Linked DNA regions of Sus scrofa: region 2 is linked to region 1. A link is a contact called in public HiChIP or PLAC-seq data. All regions are on one chromosome and are shown on one strand. The core of a region is the stretch at or near the end of the contact, and the rest is flanking DNA. Distances in the headings are between cores, read along the strand shown.

Region 1 (3,811 bases), core at 597-3,096:
GACTAGCATCCATGAAGACATGTCTTTGATCCCTGGCCTCGCTCAGTGGGTTAAGGATCAGGTGTTGCCCTGAGCTGTGGTGTAGGTCGCAGACATGGCTCGGATCCAGCGTTGCTGTGGCTCTGGTGTAGGCTGGTGGCTACAGCGCCTATTAGACCTCTAGCCTGGGAACCTCCATATGCCGTGGGCACAGCCCTAGAAAGACACCAAAAAAAAAAAAAAAAAAAAAAAAAGCTTGCAAGCTGTCAAAAATACTGCACAGCACATAGTAGGTGGCACCTAAGTGATAAATATATTACAGCTGTATCCTCATGTTTCCCCCAAAAGCAATTCCAGCCTCTCCTGAATGCTACATACAAGAATTGTTTCTAAATGAACTATAATTTAAAAAAAAAAATTTTTTTTAAAGAATTGTCTTAAAATGCTGTTATACATGATTAAGCTAACTTAGTCCCTGAAATACAGTCCCCAATTTATTATGGTTCAACTTAGGATTTTTCTGCTTTACCATGGTGCAAGTGATATGCATTCAGCAAAATCCGTATTTTGAATGTTGGTCTTTTTCTGTGCTAGTGAGACCCAGTACGATACTCTCTAGCATACTGGGACATGACCACATTGTAAGTGAGGAAAGATCTGTATAGAGTATATAGACATCCACTAAGCTAATTAATGTTAGATGACTGATGTTACTTACAATTACCAATCATTTAGGAGATAGTGTGGGTGTTTCTTACCTTAAATTTACGTAAATGAAATCACAATCTTCTACCTCAAGTTTTCAACCAGTCAACCAGGATTTGTCAAGTACCTGCCAAACACTCAGCATCAGGAAGAGACATGTGCCTTATGAGGACTGACATTGAAACAACAGATTCAAACACGAGTAATAAGAATGGGACTTTCCTTTCCTGTTAATAATCATCAATTCACGTGACAGCGAAAATACTAAGCCCTAACGAACTGTGTCTCACTGGTCATGTTAGAAGGCTATCAGTAGGTTTTAAAAGTAATTATAAAAATGGTTTATTTCCCTTGTTTTATTAACACAGTCACTAGAACTTCGAGCTCAATGTTTCACTTTCCCCAACAGTTCAGCCATTTCCAAGAAAAACAAGCATTTAAAGAGTGGCGCTATAGATAACAAGTGTTATTACCTTGAAATGACTTCTTTATCAGATGGTTTCAGTAAAAACAGAACTTCCAAGCTGTCTACCTGGTTGCCACTTCACATCCGTTAATACAGCAAAACTCTTAATTTTTGCGTCTCACAATCTTCGCCTTTCATTTCGGGGAAAGAGCAGCAGCATGACTCCCGAAGAACCGTGGAACTCCCCCATCAAGTTATGCTAACACAAGATTAGCACAGAGATGACTTTTATGCTTCTCAAGTTCTTTTCTTCCAGACACCTGAGAATTCCAGAGCCAACATTTCCACTTAAAAAAAAAAAAATTTTTTTTTTTTTTAAATAACCGTAGCCAGGGCAAGAAAAGGAAAACAGTATCTTTATTGTGTGTCGTTCTAACAAACATTCACTGTGTGCACATTCCAGCAGAAAGAGACAAAGATCTTTGTTCAAAATATGCTGAAATAAAATAGGTAAACAAACTCCATTATTGAATACACAAAAGGAATGTTAATATTACTTGCTCATAGTTGAGGGTGAAGTTAAAAAAAGTGGGGGGGGATAATCATAGTAATGTTTTGCCAAAATAGCCAATGTAGAAAAAAGGTGCAGGCAACGTGCAGCTCTGAAAATTCTCGAGTGACAGGCTGGATGTAGGGTGGGTAACTTGACAACCTCTCTGCTTCTTGGAACCTCCCGCTGGGAGCACTCCCACAAGTTCCAAACCCAGCTTTTTCAGAGCACAACAGCCAAACGGGACTAACTTCCCCATTACTTTTGTGATATTTGGCAAAAGAATAGGATGGTTAAAAAAAAAAAAGTGTTAACCTCCTGTTGCGACAGGTCTGAATCCATTTCTCCCTCGGAAGTAATGAGCATTAATGGTGTACATTTCTAAATTGGAATTTAATCAGAGAGATATCGCTTGAGATTTTAAGCATGAGATACGACATAAGTAATGACATAGCTGGCCTGTAAAGCATTTTTTTCATTGCTCCCCATGGGAACTGAATGAGTGTACACTCAACAATGTTCTTATTTCCCAACATGGGCCTCATGACAACTGCTCAAAGAACTTCACAGGCTCAAATGATAGGTTCCAATGCATTTTTGCTTCTGCTCAAGTGGTCACATAAGAACTAAACACAGTATATATAAACTTTGTCCCCACCACTTTCCTGTCTTTACAAATATAAGTCATTTAGAAACCAAAACCAAACAACAATAACAAAAAAAAAAGAAAACAAAACAAAACAAAACAAAACAAAAAAGAAACCAAAACCAATTCTGAGAGACAGAGGCAAGGACATTCGGGCCCCCGCACTAGCATCCCCATTTGGGGGACAGTCAGTTCGCCTCACCTCCTCCCTGGGATCAGCAGCCATTACACGTACAGAAGGGTGGGTGGCAGCACTGAGTCCTCCTTGGGAATAAACAGCCAAACACCCCAGAGACCCCCCAGGAGGCTCTGCCATCCAGCAGGGACTGGCTCCACTGGCTCTCCAGGTGGGATTCACAACCTAGCAAAGTTGAGACTGTTTCTCGAGAACTTGAGTCTACTTCTTAAAACAAAAGTCCTTTTTGATGGATTTGGCTCACATACTGTATTACTTTATTGTTTAGAAAAACCTCTGCGAACTCTCACACAAGCTCTCCCTTTCACCTGGCTGTTTCTGTAGGAAGCAGGAAAATAGTAAATGGACCTACAAGTGGTTTTTATAATACAAAGTGACATCACATTAGCAACAGATGAAAAGAAGCCCTGGGTACTGGATGGATTTCATGGATGGTTGAGACCAAGTCTGAAAATCTTTTCCTCTGGCTCTGAATAAAAACAAGTTCCCATATAAACAGGAAAAAGACAACCCATATGAAATAGAAAAGCCTATCTTTTGCATTGATCTTTACCCTAAAAATATCAAAAACACACATTTTACTTACAAATGTCATTCTTTAATGTTTCTTCTAAGCCAGATGTTTTTCATTCCGTTTTGCCAACACACTTTTAATTGACCCAAGTTATCTTCTGGCTTAGTTTCAGCCTGAATGCTCCCTTTCCAGCTCCTCAATACTCCTTTGTCCTTTCTACCTCAGGGTGGCCCCATGTGATCATGCAACTTAATCATCACAGCAATTACATATCAACTTTTATTCAAAGCAACCCTCCCTTGCCTTCAAATAGGAGCATCAAAAGCCACACCACTTCCGTTACACACCAAAGATTTTTCCTTCAATAGACTGTCTTAAAGTGGCATCTTATAATCCATTTGCAACATTTTCTAAAGATAAAAGCTTTAAAAGTTTACCCATATCCCTGACATAAAAGTCAGCCAGAAACCCCCTAAAATTACTCCATTATGTCATGACCAAGTGTGCGAGAACCAGGTCAATGTCATTTTTATGAATTCCAAAGTCACTCAACTGCTAAATCACAGGTTATAAGACCCAGGTTGAACTTCTTAAGTAGTTTGCAGGGGCAGACACTGGTGTTCTGTGTACCTTCCTGCCCTGTCAAGTCCCTGGCAGGCTGAAGGGGGGAGGAGATGCTGAACAGTGCCTGTGGTCCTTCCTGAACTGCCTGCTGCTCCCTGCTGCCCGTGACAATGGCTCAGAGCAGGCTGGTGACCCTCAAAGGATGGGGAAAAAAGTCACCACAGTGGGAGGCAGAAAACTGCCCATGGACT
Region 2 (3,811 bases), core at 893-3,392, 86 kb after region 1:
CTTGCCCTCCTGAGTTGTCCTTTAGTGGCTCCAAACTAGATCTCTGCTGATTCTAGTCCGGTGGGGCTGGTAAAACAGCCTTTGAAGCTAGACCAGTTACTGGGCCTCTCAGGGAGGGGGCACACCCACCCACCAGAACTGGGGTTTCTCTATTTAGTCCAGATATGGGTGGTGACACCTATAGGTCACCAGAGACACCTATGGGTCATCAGAGACACCTATAGGTGACTCACATCTTATGTCCCCACTTCCTTCCTACACCCCTGCCAAGCTTACCCAGTCCTTTGGAAATGCCCCTTACTCATTCCCCTGCCTGTGGAAGATACAGTGGATGTGAAAGATAATGATACAACCAATGGAGACATGGGGAATAGGCTTTCCAAGGTCAATGCGGCAAACTTATCACAGAAGTGCAAAGTAAGTTTTAAGAACATGTCCAGCAAAGTGAAGGCTGGAAGTGGATTTGCAACTGGGGTTGGACAAAAAGAGACTTGGAGAAGAGAGAAAAAGTGATTTTTTTAAAAAAGTCCTCTCCGGGTCTATCTACAGGGATAGTAAGGAAGAAAAGAACACAGACAGAGTATCCCACACAGTCACAAGATTGTGTGGTCTGCTGTATCGTATTGAGAAAATCATGACACAAATACATAAGAAATGTGAGGAAGCCCTAAGAATGTCCCTATTTCAGTAAATACAGTTTGCTGGTGGATGTGAAATTAAGTTTCAGTAAATATAATCTGCTGATGGCAGTTTTTCAACATGTATTAAAAGCCTTACTTATGTGCCTACTCAATTCAATCCAACCTCAAGAAATGTGACATGTCCTGAGCTAGGTTCTGGGATGCAAGGTAAACAAGAAGACAAAGTACGTGGCCCCAGAAGTGCTGAGGAAGGATGAAGGAGGGGCAAAGGAGGGAGCACCAAAGGGATTTAACATAACTCAGAAAGTCAAGAAAGGGTGAAATGTCCTTCAAGTGAGGTTTGAAGGACAGGAAGGGTTTCCTTAGGCTGGAATGGACAACATGAAGCTCTGAGCAAACTGAGTAGTAGATGAAAAGGAAGTGATAAAAGTTGTGCATACACATATGAAAAGTGAGCCCAAAATGAGGTTGGCAAATAGGTAACTTCTTCAGACTTTAAAAGTCATGTTAAGGAGTCTGCACTTTGTTCAATAGTAAAAGGGAAGGTTGATGAGTGAATGTCCTGATCTTTGTTCTACTGTGTAATCTATTTTTTTTTTCTTGGCTATGCTTGCAGTATACGGAACTTCTCTGGCCAAGGGTCAAACCAGTGACCTGAGCCACAAGCAGTAGCAATGCCTGATGCTTAACTCTCTGAGCCACCAGGGAAACTCCTCTGTGTATTCTTCGACTCAGTAGTTCTACTTAAAGGAAATTATTCTAAGGAAATAATTATGAATTTGTGCAATGATATAGTTAAAAGGATCTTTCTAACATTTAGATTGTCTAGAATTACAAAATTTTTAAATAGCCTAAACGCCTTACAGTAGTGGTTTATATAAAGGAGGCTTTCATTTCACCCATATATTGGAATGCTATGTAGCTGCTAAAGATACTGTAGAAAAAGTATTTAGTGACATGTAAAGATGTCCACTAGATGCTGAATGCAAAATAAAGGCTCTATAAAATATATATATAACATAATTCTAGTTTTTTTGTGTGTGTATACAAACACACACACAAGGTATACAAAAGACACTGGAAGGCTATAAACCTAAATGTCAGCTTGTTTTTTCATGTGGGGATAAGGCTGACTTAAATGTTAAGCTTTGCATTATTTCTTCCAATTGTTCTACAACAAAATGTGCTATTTTTCTAATTTTAAAAACGTATATGTCTTACATGTCTAGGGGTTTCGTGGTGCCGGCCATATTCTATTTCTTGACCTCGACTGGGTTAACACTGGCCTTTTACTTTAGTAAAATGTAAACTTGTTTAACAAAGTTTCCTCTCTATGTTACATTTCGCGATTTAAAAAATGTTTAATACACACTTCACGCCTTTGTTTTTCAATATTTTATACATAGCCCCGAGTCTCCAGTACAGTGTTACAAAATAGCGGAGGGAAATTGACATTTGACCACAAACCTAGGTTGGTTTAACCCATCTGGCTGCCGTGAACTTCAAGTCCCAGAATGCACTGCGGCCGACACACCGGGAACTACGGAGTCGGAGAGGGGGCCAGGGAGCCCCCGGTCCTTTCCCTCCCAGAAGCCCGCGGGCGCCTCAGAACGGTGTTCGTATCATGGCCGCGGGAGCCGGGACGGCAGGCCCTGCTTCCGGCCCGGGCGTCGTGCGTGACCCGGCGGCGTCACAGTCGGGGAAGCGTCCCGGCAGAGAGGGCGGGGAGGGCGCGCGGCGATCGGACGCGATGGCGGGAGGAGGCGGGAGCAGCGATAGCAGCGGGCGGGCGGCAGGCAGGCGGACGTCCCGCAGCGGCGGGCGGGCTCGGCGGGGGCGCCACGCGCCGCGGCTGGGGGGCGCCGCGGAGCGGGGCGCGGGGGAGGCGCGGCTGGAGGAGGCAGTCAACCGCTGGGTGCTCAAGTTCTACTTCCACGAGGCGCTGCGGGCCTTTCGGGGTAGCCGGTACGAGGACTTCAGGCAGATCCGGGACATCATGCAGGGTGAGGGCCGAGCCGGGAAAGGGAGGCTGGGGGGCTCCTGGGAAGGAGATCTGCGGGGCCCGAGCGTCGGGGCTGGGGGTCGCCGTGCCAACGATGTCTTCTTTCCTAGCTTTGCTTGTCAGGCCCTTGGGGAAGGAGCATACCGTGTCTCGGCTGCTGCGGGTTATGCAGTGTCTGTCGCGCATTGAAGAAGGGGAGAATTTAGGTATGGCTATTTTTATGTTCTTTTCTGGGCTTATTTAGGGTTATGTTGTTTTCAAACTTACATCCGGGACTGAAAGATTCACGATTAAAGTGGGCTGCTATGTTTCGATACAGTGGTCTTTTTCCTTCTAGGATGAGTTTATTCTCTAGTTCTAGTTTTCTACAGTTGGGATTCTCTTGGCTGCTTTTCTCTGTTTTTTTATTTCCTCCCACCTGTTTCTTGCTCGCCCCAACTTTGTTGCTATCTGAAGTGAGTTATGTGAAGATGACCATTTTTCCTCCATAGTGGTGTGTTTTAAAGAACACTTTTTCTCCCCCGGAATTGAACCTCACAGCTGTTTAGCAAAACGGCCTTCAGTTTCTGGCCATTTGTATCTGAGGAAGATGTGAGTATGCTGAAATTTAGATGCAGATGAATGTGTTAAAAAATAAATTTTTTTACCTGTCTTGAAAATTACTGAAAATCACTTGAAATTCATTAATTTGAATCTGGACCGTTAACATGTTTGTAAGTCTGCAGCCAGTATACCAGCAAATTAAATGCAAATCTTAACTATATTTGCATGTTTCTTTTTGATATATATATATATGTATATATATATATATTTGGACATAATTCTTCTGCTCCTTAGAAAATAGGTTAGTGAAAACTGTGCTCTTTGTCCTAGACTGTTCCTTTGATATGGAGGCTGAGCTCACACCACTGGAATCAGCTATCAATGTGCTGGAGATGATTAAAACGGAATTTACACTGACAGAGGCAGTGGTGGAATCCAGTAGAAAACTGGTCAAGGAGGCTGTAAGGCTCTATTTTAATTTCTTTTTTAACAAAAATCAAAGGTCTTAGAGAATCAGTGCTTATCTTTTCTGTGTGGGGTGGAGGACAAACAGAGATGGACAGAGAGCCACTGTGCACACTCAAACATGTAACACACACAAAGATGTTATCTCATTGGGCAACCC

What was found. HiChIP or PLAC-seq counts read pairs in DNA pulled down with a chosen protein or histone mark.
Region 2: a contact with region 1 is called in an H3K27ac HiChIP or PLAC-seq map of alveolar macrophages. The contact joins the promoter of TERF2 here to the enhancer-like site in region 1. A contact is called at or near these places in 2 of 5 promoter capture datasets (fetal liver and liver), 10 of 47 Hi-C or Micro-C datasets (embryonic fibroblasts, heart right ventricle, liver and 2 more) and 2 of 2 datasets of contacts at active chromatin or transcription factors (alveolar macrophages and skeletal muscle).

Annotation. Positions count from the first base shown.
Region 1 is chr6:17,517,800-17,521,610 of Sscrofa11.1, forward strand. No RefSeq gene overlaps it. Among named protein-coding and RNA genes, the nearest start is that of CYB5B, 38 kb to the right of the region's middle. Within about 2 kb of position 1,847, at least 26 of the 83 cell types and tissues checked have an H3K27ac peak or open chromatin away from gene starts, as enhancers often do. A contact at or near this core is called in alveolar macrophages and skeletal muscle, where this site is marked.
Region 2 is chr6:17,603,606-17,607,416 of Sscrofa11.1, forward strand. It overlaps TERF2 (telomeric repeat-binding factor 2), which reads left to right and starts at 2,143. Exons shown (of 10, transcript XM_003126908.4): 1 at 2,143-2,644; 2 at 2,754-2,849; 3 at 3,517-3,647. The coding sequence starts at 2,266.